Linked DNA regions of Mus musculus: all the other regions are linked to region 3. A link is a contact called in public promoter capture Hi-C data. All regions are on one chromosome and are shown on one strand. Each heading gives the region's core, a stretch centred on a gene start, on an enhancer-like site or on the middle of the called end of the contact. The rest is flanking DNA. Distances are from core to core; before and after follow the strand shown. Region 1 holds the start of Zfp382 (zinc finger protein 382). Region 2 holds the start of Zfp420 (zinc finger protein 420). Region 3 holds the start of Dll3 (delta like canonical Notch ligand 3).

Region 1 (4,100 bases), core at 332-2,831, 1.8 Mb after region 3:
CTGCCCTTCCAGCACTGGGGTTATAGGCACCATGTCATATACAACTTTCTCTGTGGGTCTAGGATTGAACTCTGGTCCTCATGTTTGGGCATAGCAGTTTGGTGCCAAACAATATTTATAGGGTTAAAAGTTTAAATATTTAGGACAACTTGTGTTATTAAATATTTTTCTCAGTGAAACTACTAAATCGGGGGTGGGGGTGGGGGGACGGGTGACCATAGTAAAACCTGTATATATTTAAAGCACTTTTTGTTTTTGTTTTGTTTTGTTTGTTTTTGGTTTTTTGAGACAGGGTTTCTCTGTGTAGCCTTGGCTGTCCTGGAACTCACTCTGTAGACCAGGCTGGCCTCGAACTCAGAAATCCACCTGCCTCTGCCTCCCAAGTGTTGGGATTAAAGGCATGTGCCACCACTGGCCAGCCTTAGCAATTTTTTTTTTCCTAAAGTATTGGGAAAGAAATCTATTTTGAACAACGTGAGGAAATGGGTTGAAAAATTGACAGAGTCCTGCACTAAGAACAGAGCGAATCAGCTACAAAGTCTAGTACATTTTAAAAATCGCATTTCATCAATACAATAACCTTTTTGATAGTAGGGTTTTCCTTCACAAGAAAATCATACAATTGAGATTAAGTAGCACTTTCAGATGGAACAGTATTTGGTCCAAAATAGAATCAATCGGTGTGGCTTCGTCTATGGAATAACTGATTAATGCATCATATTGGATATAAATCCTTGGAAAATTATTAATGACACATAACTTCTAAAACAATCTTTGGAATCCTATCCTTAGAACTTCAATATCCTATCTTCGCTTGCACTTCAATCTGGGGGGGGGGGGGACGACGACGACGACTCCCATTGTGAGATCTCCATACAAGGCTGTGTGGTTTTTAAACCTGAATCGTCGTTCTAGGTTTCAAATACCAACTTTCTCCTTAATAGCCAAGTCACTCCACGCTGTGTAGTCTGGCAATGTCACCGGTGAGGCGACAGAGGCAGTGACAGAAACCTCAGCACACATTCCAAGAAATCATGGAACTTTTCATTGCCATCCCTTTACCCTCACCTCCCTGTCGGAGGAAGAGAAACCTTATGCGTTCTCTGAATTACCCTTGGGAAAGACATTGCGTACAGACTGAACAAGAATGCAACAGAGGCCACCCCTCGCGCTTTTCGACAGTTACAAGACATAATTCTCAGCCTAGGGTGGTCAAAATGAAATTCTACCAAACTCAGAAGTCAAAGGGGGTGGGGGCTGCGTCGGTCCCAATAGGATCAAAGCACAGTGCTGTCACAAGATCAATTGGTCACAGTATGGGATCGCAAACCGCTCGGTCCGCGTTCAATCACCCAAACCTAATCAGAATCAGTCTCAGAGCTCCCCTGTGGGCACACCCCACACTGACGCAGCCATGCACTCCCGCGCGCGGCCACAGACCGTAGCAGGCAGCTGACTCCCACCCGCCCCAGCCAAGGGGACGCTGGTGCAAGCGCGGGGCGAGGGAGAGGCGCGCGCGGCAACTAACGGGCCGCCCCGGAGGCTCCTGGGAGAGCGAGCCCCCGGCGTGAGTGCGCAGGCGTAGACGGCTGAGCGGAGGCGGGGCGGTTCGAGACGTTGGGAGAGGCTGAGGACCGCAGTGGATGCTCCGGATCTGGAGGGCGACCGAGAGATCGAATCCAGATGGGAAGACCGGGGAGGAAACCGAGAGGCCGAGCCAGGCCTGGTAATTTTGGGGAGGAAGAAGGTTAAGGAAGCGGGACCGGGACACTCAACGGCTGCACAGGGCCTCGGGTGTGGCCCGTGGGCGTGACACCGAGGATGACTGCCGGTGACCCGAAGGGGTAGTTTTCGTGTTAAACTCGAGGACACTCTGTCGCTGGGAACAGGTCCCTGGGCATCACGAGCGTTGCGTGTGAGGATGTGGGGAGCATGTTGTGGTTTGGCTCCCTCAGCTCATCCTGATTATTTGGGGGCGGGAGGGAGAGCCATAAAGTGATCGCGATCTTCTTGGATGTGAAAGCTGGATGGCGGGATTTTGCTTAGGGTTATAGCGGCCTGCGTCTATTTTTAGATTGGGTATGACTCCTGTAGGAGATTGGAGAATTGAAAGTGATTTGTGAACGTGATTGTGAGTGATTTTGCCTGGAATTCTATCATGTTCTGTCCTCGTGAATGACATGTGAAGCAGTAGGTTGATTTTTCTGAAGGATGTTTGAAAGGTTATCACTAAGCACACGTGTGTGTTCTTCTGTAATTTCTCATAATTTTGTGTGTGTATTTTTTTGGGGGGGGATTTTTTTCCCCCGAGACAGGCTGTCCTGGAAATCGCTTTGCAGACCAGGCTGGTCTCAAACTCAGAGATTCACCTGTCTCTGCCCTCTGCCCTCTGCCCCCTGCCCCCTGCCCTCTGCCCTCTCCCCCCGCCCCCCCCCGCCCCCTCGCCCCCCCGCCCCCCGCCCCCCCGCTGTGATTTAAAGGCATGTGCCTCCACCACCTGGCTTGTAGTACCGTTAATATTTAAATGGTTGAGGTATGCTGTGCGATCACGTATGTGTAATTTTTTTTTTAGACAGGTTCATTATCTATACCAAGTTGCCTCTGAACTCTCTCGTAGCACAGGGTGGCCTAAAACTTGGCAGTGATTCCCCCTACTTTAACCTCCCAACTGCTGGGATTCCGTGTGGTGTGTGCACCACCAAGCCTGGAAGTTATGTACTATTTGATTATCAGATTAGTACCAGCAAGCCTGCTTGAGAAAAATTTGAAGTAGTAACTTAGCAAATATAAAGATACTAATGTTGGAATGGAATAGGTAAGATTTTCATAATTCCCCGTGGTGAGGCCAATAACCTGGGATCAGGATGGTAAATAGGAAGTTTTGAGATGAAAGGTGTTGCATGGGAGCCTGCAGGAAGAGTAGCACTTTCCACACATAAATACCACGTTCTGCACATCTGTGGAAGTGGATTTTTCTGTTCCTAAAATTATTTTTAAAAGTACGCTTTTACTTCTAAGACCAGTCTCATTCCTGGTAATTAAAATAACCATGACACCAGAATATTCACTGTTGCAGTCAGCACTGGAGACTGTACTTAACCAAATGGGATCCCGAGTGATTCATTTGTTTTCTGTGTCCATATCTATAGTACTAAAATGTGTTACGCAGCAGCTCCTGAAATAACTATTAATAATATATAATACGTTATATATGCTATGTATACATAGCATGTATATGTAACTATAACATATATTACATATGATATAAGCATATCATATGTAAGTAATACTTATGTAGTATGCATATATAATTATGTTTCCTTTTTAAAGATTTATTTATTTTCATGTGCATGTGTTTTGCCTGTATAAATGTACTGTACCATGTGTGTGCCCGGCAGCCACGGAGGTCAGAAGAGGGTGTCCCCCTTAGTGCTGGAGTCACCAATGTCTATGAGCTACGGTCTGGTTGCTGGGAACTGAACCTGGGTCCTCTGCAAAAGCAGCAAGTGCTCTGACCCACTGAGCATCTCTCAGCCCCTATGTTTCTTAAGTAGTGTGATATAAGCAAGTCAGTAAGGGGAGGAGATGGAAAGTAGAAAATCCAGATATTTTCAAGCTGGGGGGAAATGCCACATGTGAGTGGGTCTTTTGAAGCATATGGAGAAATATGTGATAAAGATGGCACTTGCTATTAGTTGAGGAGATATTGATTAATAATGTGAGACATTGCCGCAGACCTTCCGGGTCCCTGTGTCTGCGTGGAACGGGGTCTCTTGACGCGGGTGGGCAAAGCGTGGATGAATGACAGACAGACACACACGCAGGAGAGTTTGTGTGGAATCTGAATGTAATTTTTCAAATCGAACATCAGACTTTTTATGCAGAAGACAACAAGGTAGTTGGGTGACATACCCACAAGGTACAAATGAGGTAACCGGATGCTTAATGACTCTGACACAGAACAGAGGAAATGAAAACGCAAAGACTGGCAGGAACTGGGCAATAAAATAACTGAGACAGAGTCAGCCCTATCTAAGGTCAGCTATAGTCTTAGAAGCCAGGTGTGAGAACTTTTCACTCCTAGGGCAAGGGCTTTCACA
Region 2 (4,357 bases), core at 497-2,996, 1.6 Mb after region 3:
GCTGAGCTTCCCTTTGGCCTCCATTCCTGTAGCAGTTCCTTCCCGAGGTAGGCACTGCATTTGTCTTAGATACTCTCCTATTGCTGTGAGAAGACCCCATGACTAAGGCAACACAGGAAAATGAAGTGGAAAGTTCTGGTCTCTTTGTGACATGGATAGTTTTCTGGAAACTGTCTTATGGTTGTGCTGAAGCAGACATGTGGGAAGTTGTTTTGCTGAGAACAGACACGTGGTGTTTTTCTGGAAGCTACTTGGAAAGAAGGCATGTGATGTTTTGTTAGCAGATGCTTGAGAGAACATGTGATGTTTGAAAAGGGTATAAGTATAACCCAACAGACATAGGTGTTGGGTGACAGTGGGTCATCTTGCTATTCTTTGCTAGTCACCGTTTGTTGTGATTTCGTAGAGAGAAACACACCAAAGAACTTCCGGTGGCATTCCAGTGGCTTCTTGCTGCTTCTGTGGACTCTGGCCAATTTGGAAGAGCCTTGAGGTTTCTTCTGGATGGACGCAAGCCACTGCTATGGCTGATTCGTGAATATTGCTTACAAGTGAGTCGAGCTACCACTGCTGATTCCTGTGAATTGAACTGCCTGCTGCTATCCTGACAACAAAGACTGGGATTGCCCCAAAGAACTATTTCTAAACAGCCCACATCCTCCTCTGCCCTATTAACCTTTCCTTTCCACTGCCTCTGGTGGGTGGTAGGCTAGAAGGGAGGTTAAAGCATTTAAGCACACTTAAGTTGGTTTTGAAAAATACAAGCTTACTGGAAAAAAAAATATATATATATATATGAATGAGAGAGACAGAGTCTTTCTGTGTAACCCTGAGTATCCTAGACTTTGTTCTATAGACCAGACTGGCCTCAAATTCAGAGATTCACCTAACTCTGCCTCTGGGAGGAAAAAATACTTTTGTTTTTTCAAGACAGAGTTTCTCTGTATTGCCCTGGCTCTCCTAGAACTTGCTCTGTAGACCAGACTGGCCTTGAATTTAGAGATCTGCTGGCCTCTGCCTCCCAAGTGTTAGGATCAAAGGAGTGTGTCAGCCCTGCCTGGCTGAAAAAAAGAAAAAAACACTTTTAATTAGAGGCTTGCAGACAGTTTCAGAGGGTGAGTCTGTGGTCAACATGGTAGGAAATATGGCATCAGGCAGGCTCTGCCCTAGAGCAAGTAGGTGAGAACTCACATCTGATTCTAAGGCCTCACTTGGGCTTGAACCCTCAAAGCCCACCTACAGAGGTACACCCCTGCAACAAGGCCACATCTCCTAACTGAGAACCAACATCCAAATATATGAGCCTGTGGGGGCCATTCTCCTTCAAACCAATGAAGTGGAAACTTAAGGGTTCTTTGAAAGTCGTTTGGAAGTGGATACAGGTGAAAGATAACACAGATCATCATGAGCAACTAGTCAATTATTCCAGAAATATGTAGTGACCCTTCACAAACAAACTACAGTGGCTGAATCTCTGTTGAGCAACCCCACATGTGGTATAAAATCTCATTACCACAGGTATAAATCACCTCACAAATATTGCGATTGGGGGGAGAGAGGGAGGAAAGAGGAGCGGTTTGGAAGGAGAGAGGGGGAAGGGAGGGGAGAGGTGGAAGGGAAAGAGGGAGGGGTGAGAGAGAAGGTGGAGGGGAGGGAGGGGGGGGCAGGCATTGGCCCCAGCCATTGGACTACATTTCCCAGAGCCACCGGGAGCAGAACGCCGTTTCCGTTTCCTGGCGAGAGTTCGGGGTACTTGCGTCACGAGAGGGTTGTGTCTGGAGGATCTCCTAAGCATCCCATAGAGCAGGCTGCCTGTAGTGGAGCCCGGCGCAGGAGGCGGGACCCTGAGCTTCCCTCGGAGGTGAGCGTGCTGAGGAACGTCTGGAGGACGTGTCTGTGGCATTAGGTGGCGGTGTCTCCCGTGTATACGCCACAAGCCTGTGCTTTTGGAGCCTGTTGCGACCCTTGGTTTGTGGTTGGCGTGCTGTGTGTGAATGAGTTGTGACACACAAGGGTGTGTGTGATTGTTGCTTATCTCACTAGAGATGTTTCTGGGACTGATGGTGTCGGCCCACGTGTATGGTGGAGAAACGGTGCTGTTATAGCGAGGTATTTAGATGTTTATGTCACTCTGAGGTTGTTGATGTACCTGGTATCCTGTGCATAACTGGCTTGCCTCGGAAGACATGTGTGATAGTGTCACTGAGATTACGATTGCTTGTTTCCGTCGCCTGTGACTTTTATAGTGTTCTCCCATTTGGGTGACTGTGTGAGTGCGTGTGTATGAATGTATGCGTGTGTGTTTATGTGTGTACGTGTGTGTATGTGTGTGACTGTAGGATGCTGTGTGCTGTACTCATGATTGTAAAGAAAGTAGAAGTTCACCCTTGTAAAAGAATGTCGCTGACAGTATTTGTCCCTGACAGAATGTTTGGTTATTGTACATGCTTGGGTCCTATATACGAGTTAGTGCTCCAACGGTGTAGCTCTGACAGTGTAAATTGTGACACTAGCAATGTGACTGTGGAAATTTTCTTGTTTCTACCTGTGATCCTTCCCTGATGTGGTAGGGTACAACGGTGAAATTTTGTTGGAATTCATGGGGGGTCCCCACCATGAATCTACCAAAGGATCCTGAGTTGCTTGTGACTTTGTCTCTCCCCAATTACTCCCAGAATGTAAAGACTTAACCCCTCTGTGGGGACGGAGGAAGAGGTTGTCTCTAATTCAGAGTATATGGCAAGAACAACATAGCATCTCATTTAACTTTTTTATTCTCAAAGTACAACACAGAAGAGGAAAAATGGCCATTGTCCATCTAGAAGGGAAGTTTGAGGTAAGCAGATATTTGTCTCCTCAACAGCCTTTATCATGTCAGAAAACGATCTTTGTTTTACTTTATTGTTGTTTTTGTGACTGTCTCCTACCCAAGTCTTCTCTTATAATGGAGGAACAAGGCAATTTATTTATTCCTATTTACTTATTTTTGAGGCAGGTCTCTGCCTGGTTTGAACCTCTTTATGTAGTACACACTGGCCTTGAAATCATAAAGACCCATCGTCCTCTTCCTTCCAAGTTCTGGGTTAAAGGCATGCATTAACTCAATGGCATTTGATGTTTATATTTTGAGAGTAATGAAAATGTGTAATTTGTAATAGATGTTTTCCAATACTGGATACATTTATAAAGAATGGATTTGATGCTCAAATTAAAAGAAAGAGCATTCTTGTACTATTTATGTAACTTTTGGGAGAATTTAGCTTTTGTTTCAGTTTTTTGTTTTGGTTTTGGTTTGGTTTGGTTTTCTTTTTGAGACAGGGTTTCTCTTTGCAGCCTTGGCTGTCCTAGAACTCACTCTGTGGACCTGGCTGGCCTTGAACTCAGAAATTCCCCTGCTTCTGCCCCCTGAGTGCTGACATTAAAGGCATGCGCCACAACCACCGAGGGTCTTAGCTTTTTTAATTTTTATATTTTCAGTACCATCTTGCTTTATAGCGCCAACTAGTCAAATTCTTACTTCAACCTTCAGTTTTGTTTTGTTTTTGTTTATTTAGTAAATGAAGTCTTCTATTTGTGTGCATTTGAGTGAATTTGCTCCATGTTGTATGCAGGTACCTGGGGAGTCCATAAGAGGGCACTAGAGCTTCCATTACAGGCAGGTGCGAGCTGCCAGATGTGGGCGCAGGGGAACGAAACTGGGATCCTCTGCCACTGCAGACTTCATTCTGTTCTGTTTTGGTTTTAGACAGGGTCTTGAGTCGCCCAGGTGAGGATCCTTGAACTCTTGGTCCTATTGTCTCTGCCTCTTAAGAGCTGAGAGAGGATAGGCCTATGGTCTGTTTTTTGTTGTTGTTGGTTTTTGGTTTTTTGGTTTTTTTAGCTATTGAGTGGAATTTTAAAATGAGAAATTAGACGCACAGCTCGAAAGTCGTTATGTATCAGCCGTTTCCTTTCCTGAGCCATCTGTCACTCACAACCAGTATCCACTTGGCTTTTGTCTCTAATTGCCTTTAACCCGTGAGATGCCTTCTTCCATTTTCAAGTATTTCTAATAGATCTGTTCTTTCTCACTTCTTCGTGTGACTTGAATCCTTTTAAATTTACCAAGATTTATCTCCTGACCTACAGTCTGGGGCGTCGTAGTAAATGTTCCCTGGGCAATGAGGAAGACTGTATTCTTCTGCTGTTAGGAAGAACAGATGCCGTTGGGGTCAGGTAGACTGGTTGTGTTGTTTAAATCTTCTAGACATTTACTGATTTTTTTAAAAATTTATTTATTAAATGTATCTCTTTTTCTTCAAAGGTGATCCCGGTAAGCCACATAGGGGGAAGCTGTCCTCACCATACCAGATTTAGT
Region 3 (3,842 bases), core at 646-3,145:
CAGATAAGATACAATAAATGGATTTTGGAGCCCTTTGTCTCATTTTGGGGTCAGAGATGCTCAACCTCTCTCAGGACATGGTCTTTACATTGCTACCATTAGGAATTTTGAATTATATTTATACCCAGATTGCCCACAGATCCAAAACCACTAGCCCAGCACCACATCCTAGGAGCTATGATGACATCACAAGCCCAGCAGGAATGCTCCACTTTAGAGGCAGCCCATTATCAGTCCTGAACTCAACACTGCCCCTTCCTACCCGTGAGACACCCACCTCCAGCATGCTCTCCCAGCTGCTCTCTCCAGGTTTCAATGACGAGGGAGAAGGTGCCCTGGTTGGACAGAGAAGAACGAAGAGAGGAAGCCGGTGGTCAGGGAAGCTCACTGACCTCCAGAACACAGCACGGAGTCTGGAAGCCAGCTCTGGGACTGAGCTACGGAGCATTCCCAGAAGGAGCTGCCCCGGGAGCCAGGAGCATTTTGGTCTCATTCTGGATACGCCATTGTGCCAAGTGTGTTTGCACATACCTGTAATCCCAGCGCTCAGGAGGCTGAGATAGGAGGGTTTCAAATATGAGGTTAGTTTGGGGTATCTAGCAAGACCCTGTCCAAAAGGACATACTAAGGTGTTCCCATCTACAGGTGAGGAAATAAAATATGGAAAAAGTTCCCAACAATGTCTACATTTCAAATACGGGCCCTGATTCTTTTTGAGATGTGCAGGGTACAGGGATGGGGACCAGGATTCAGTAAGTGACCTGATGTCCCAACCAAAAGAACTAAGGCTGGAAACATGAGAGATTAGGTGACCTCAAGAAAGTGCTTGAGAGGAGCCCCAGGTCCAAAGAAGAGATCTAGAATAAAGACAAAGACCCCAACTCGACTTGCTATTGCACCCCATAACTCCAGCACTTGGGAGATGGGAGTGAGTGAAGACAGGAGGATCAGGAACTCACGACCAGATTTAGCTACATAGTGAACTCAGAGACAGCCAGGCTTGTCTCTAAAAATACAAAACAAAATACAAACAATAACAACAAAACAGGATGAGAAGAGGATTCACTGGGTAAAAAACACTTACTGAAAACCTTAGTCCAACCCCCTGGGTCCCACATGGTAAATAAAGGGCAGAACTGAAATTGTCCACATATCGCTGTAAAGCGTATTCGTGAGTATAACACACACACACACACACACACACACACACACACACACACACACACACACAACCACAAAAAGATGAGAAGCCCAGTTTTAAGACATCCCTGAAGAGAATAGCGGAGGGGGTCTGGGAATGTGGGTTTCGGAGAGGAGGGGGTAGTAAAGGCTCTGGGGCACGGGATGGTGTCGGGAGCTGGGGGGGGACAGAAAGAGGTGGAGGTTGGACTCACCGGCCAAGCATCGCGGAAGGGCACACGTACGAGGCCATCAGGCAGCGGCAGGGCAGCCGCTGACTCTCCGGGGTGCTCCGTATAGACCGGGACGCTCGTGCTCAGTGCTGCGCCCAGGGCGCACAGGGACTCGGTGGCCTCCTGGGAGACTCCGGGCTTCAGGCAGACCCTGAAGAAGAGGCGGCAAGGGCCTCGGGCGTTGCAGGGGGAGCGTGGGGTCCCGAGGCCTGGGCCTGGCCCGAAAGAATGAATTTGTAGCTCGAAGACACCAGCTGGCAGTGCCTGGGACAGAGAGGGCCACAAGGTTAAGGGACCTAGGTATCTGTGTGCCCCATGAAAGTCTCTAAGACCTCCAGGTCTCGGCCCAACCCCATCTGTTCCTTTCCTTTCTGTATCTGACCTGAGGAAGAAGAAAAGCCAGGATCAGCGTCTGGGAAAGCGGAGACACCTGCAGAGAGACCATTGCTTTGGGGGACAGGATGGGGAAATAGTCTCAGGAGTCGCAGCTGCTGGATGCCGGAGTCTTATATTTGAGGGGACGCTCCGCCCCTTCAGGCCAGTCTTTTAGCTACCGGCCGAGAGGGGTCCCAGGGAAAGGGATACAGTAACTCTATGTGGGCGACTTGGTGAGGTTCATCCTGAGTGTGATTGCATGCGCCAATCTGAAAGCGGCAGGGGTTAATTTCTAAGATACTGTGCGTACTGAAGTGGGAGAACGGAAATACAGGTGCATTCCTCTCTATCATGTATGTACTTATGTGAGCTCCTGTCCGCTGTGGAGGACCCTATGAACCCATGAGTGCAGTGAATGCGTCTCCAGCCGGCTGTGTGTGAGGTTGTGTTTCGGAGCCCCACAGAGGAGGCGGTGAGGAAGAATCCTGAGTTCTTTGTGTGGACCCCTGTGTGTTTGTGGAAGACCTCTCGTGTGTATGCATGTGTGTTTCCCCTTCTTAAAACAAAGCCCCCCCTCCGCGAAGCCAGTATCGCCACCAGACGCCAGGCTAGGATCCTGGTCTTGGAGGGGCCTCCCAGCTGTATGTAAATGTCGCCATCTGCCGGGCGGCCGTGCCCCTCCCCCTTGGGCCGCAGCTGGGCCTCCCATTTGGGCTCAGGAAGGTGTGAGAGGCAAACGGACAGGAAATTAGTCTTCAGTCTTCGGGCACCAGGGCCCCACTCTCCACCCCAGATGAATGGAGCTGCTCATCCCACCCCGGGGGGCGAGGAGGTGGGATTTCGCAGGATCCAGGCAAGTAAAACAATTTAGGTGCAGGTGCCCAGGCTAGTGTGCTGAAGTCAGACGGTGAGCAAGGCTGCAGAAACAGAGGAAACCCACTCCCCACCCCCAGTAAATACTAAGTTAATACTCAGAGCTAGTAATTTTAGGGAAAATATAAGTTGCTCCTATATCCACATTTGTCTTGTAGAGGGGAGACGGCTATAGTCCCACTAAATGTTTAGTCGAAAAAGAGGCGTGGGTGGGCATGGCAGACCTGTAATCCCAGCAGTGCAGAAGCAGGACAAACAAGAGAAAGAAGCCAGCCTAGACGACATAAAGCCTTTCTCAAAACCAATACAGGAAAATACCACAAAACCCTACCACACCTGGTTTTGCTTCACCACGAGGCAAGGTGGTATTTCCAGAGCTCTGAATCACAAATAAAGCAGACTTTAAGGGATTTCTGAAAGTCTTAGCTGTTTAGGACTTTGTTACGCACAGAAACAGAGCCCCTGCTAAGGCCTGGGGTGTGAGGAGGATCCTGGAGCAAACACATTGTGAACAGCAAAGGCTGAGGCCCTGGGACGATCATGCCTGCCCGACCAGCCATCCCAGGAGCTTTTCCTCTCACTGTAGACTCTGCTGGCACACACCTTCCAAAGAGGCGCTCCAGATCATTCCATCCGGTCTAAAACAGCATCTTCCAGCTGGTGAGATGACTTAGGCAGGGCACTTTCTGCCAAGCCTGTTTTCACCCGTGGATCCACATGGCCAGGAACTACCCCCACCACTCTTCTCTTACCGGATGCCCATGCCTACTCTGCCCCCAGACATATAAAAATATAAAACAAACAAACACCTCTAAGGCCCCAAACCACTGCTTCTCTCCTCAGTTCTCTTTCCTGTGAACACTCCTTATGCCTGTTAGGTTAGCACTCCGGCTGAGCTACCACCCCAGCCCTTGCCTAGTCTGAGACAGAGTGGCCAGCCCAAAACCCTCCACACTCCTGCCTGCCTGTTTCCCGAATAGCTAGAATTATAGTCTTATGTGTTCCCCTTTTCTCTGCCCCCATTTTTTATCTCTATCCCCCCACAACTGCCTGCCTTACATCTCCCCTGAGGGAACAGTAGGACACTGCTTCCTAGCAGCCTTGTTCACTACTGTCTTGGGGTGTGAGGAGGGGACATGACTATACACACAAACGACTCCACACAGAGAGCCCTGGAGAACA

Evidence for each region. Promoter capture Hi-C pulls out the DNA fragments that hold promoters and counts their contacts.
Region 1: a promoter capture Hi-C map of liver shows a contact between it and region 3, with 4 times the contacts expected there. The contact joins the promoter of Zfp382 here to the promoter of Dll3 in region 3. A contact is called at or near these places in 2 of 39 promoter capture datasets (both in liver) and 1 of 9 other capture datasets (liver).
Region 2: a promoter capture Hi-C map of liver shows a contact between it and region 3, with 5 times the contacts expected there. The contact joins the promoter of Zfp420 here to the promoter of Dll3 in region 3.

Annotation. Positions count from the first base shown.
Region 1 is chr7:30,120,351-30,124,450 of GRCm38.p6, forward strand. It overlaps Zfp382 (zinc finger protein 382), which reads left to right and starts at 1,582. Exons shown (of 5, transcript NM_001081007.2): 1 at 1,582-1,726. The coding sequence starts at 1,684.
Region 2 is chr7:29,858,233-29,862,589 of GRCm38.p6, forward strand. Zfp420 (zinc finger protein 420) reads left to right here and starts at 1,747. Exons shown (of 4, transcript NM_172740.2): 1 at 1,747-1,861; 2 at 2,784-2,836.
Region 3 is chr7:28,299,890-28,303,731 of GRCm38.p6, forward strand. It overlaps Dll3 (delta like canonical Notch ligand 3), which reads right to left and starts at 1,896. Exons shown (of 9, transcript NM_007866.2): 1 at 1,795-1,896; 2 at 1,395-1,676; 3 at 278-335. The coding sequence starts at 1,857.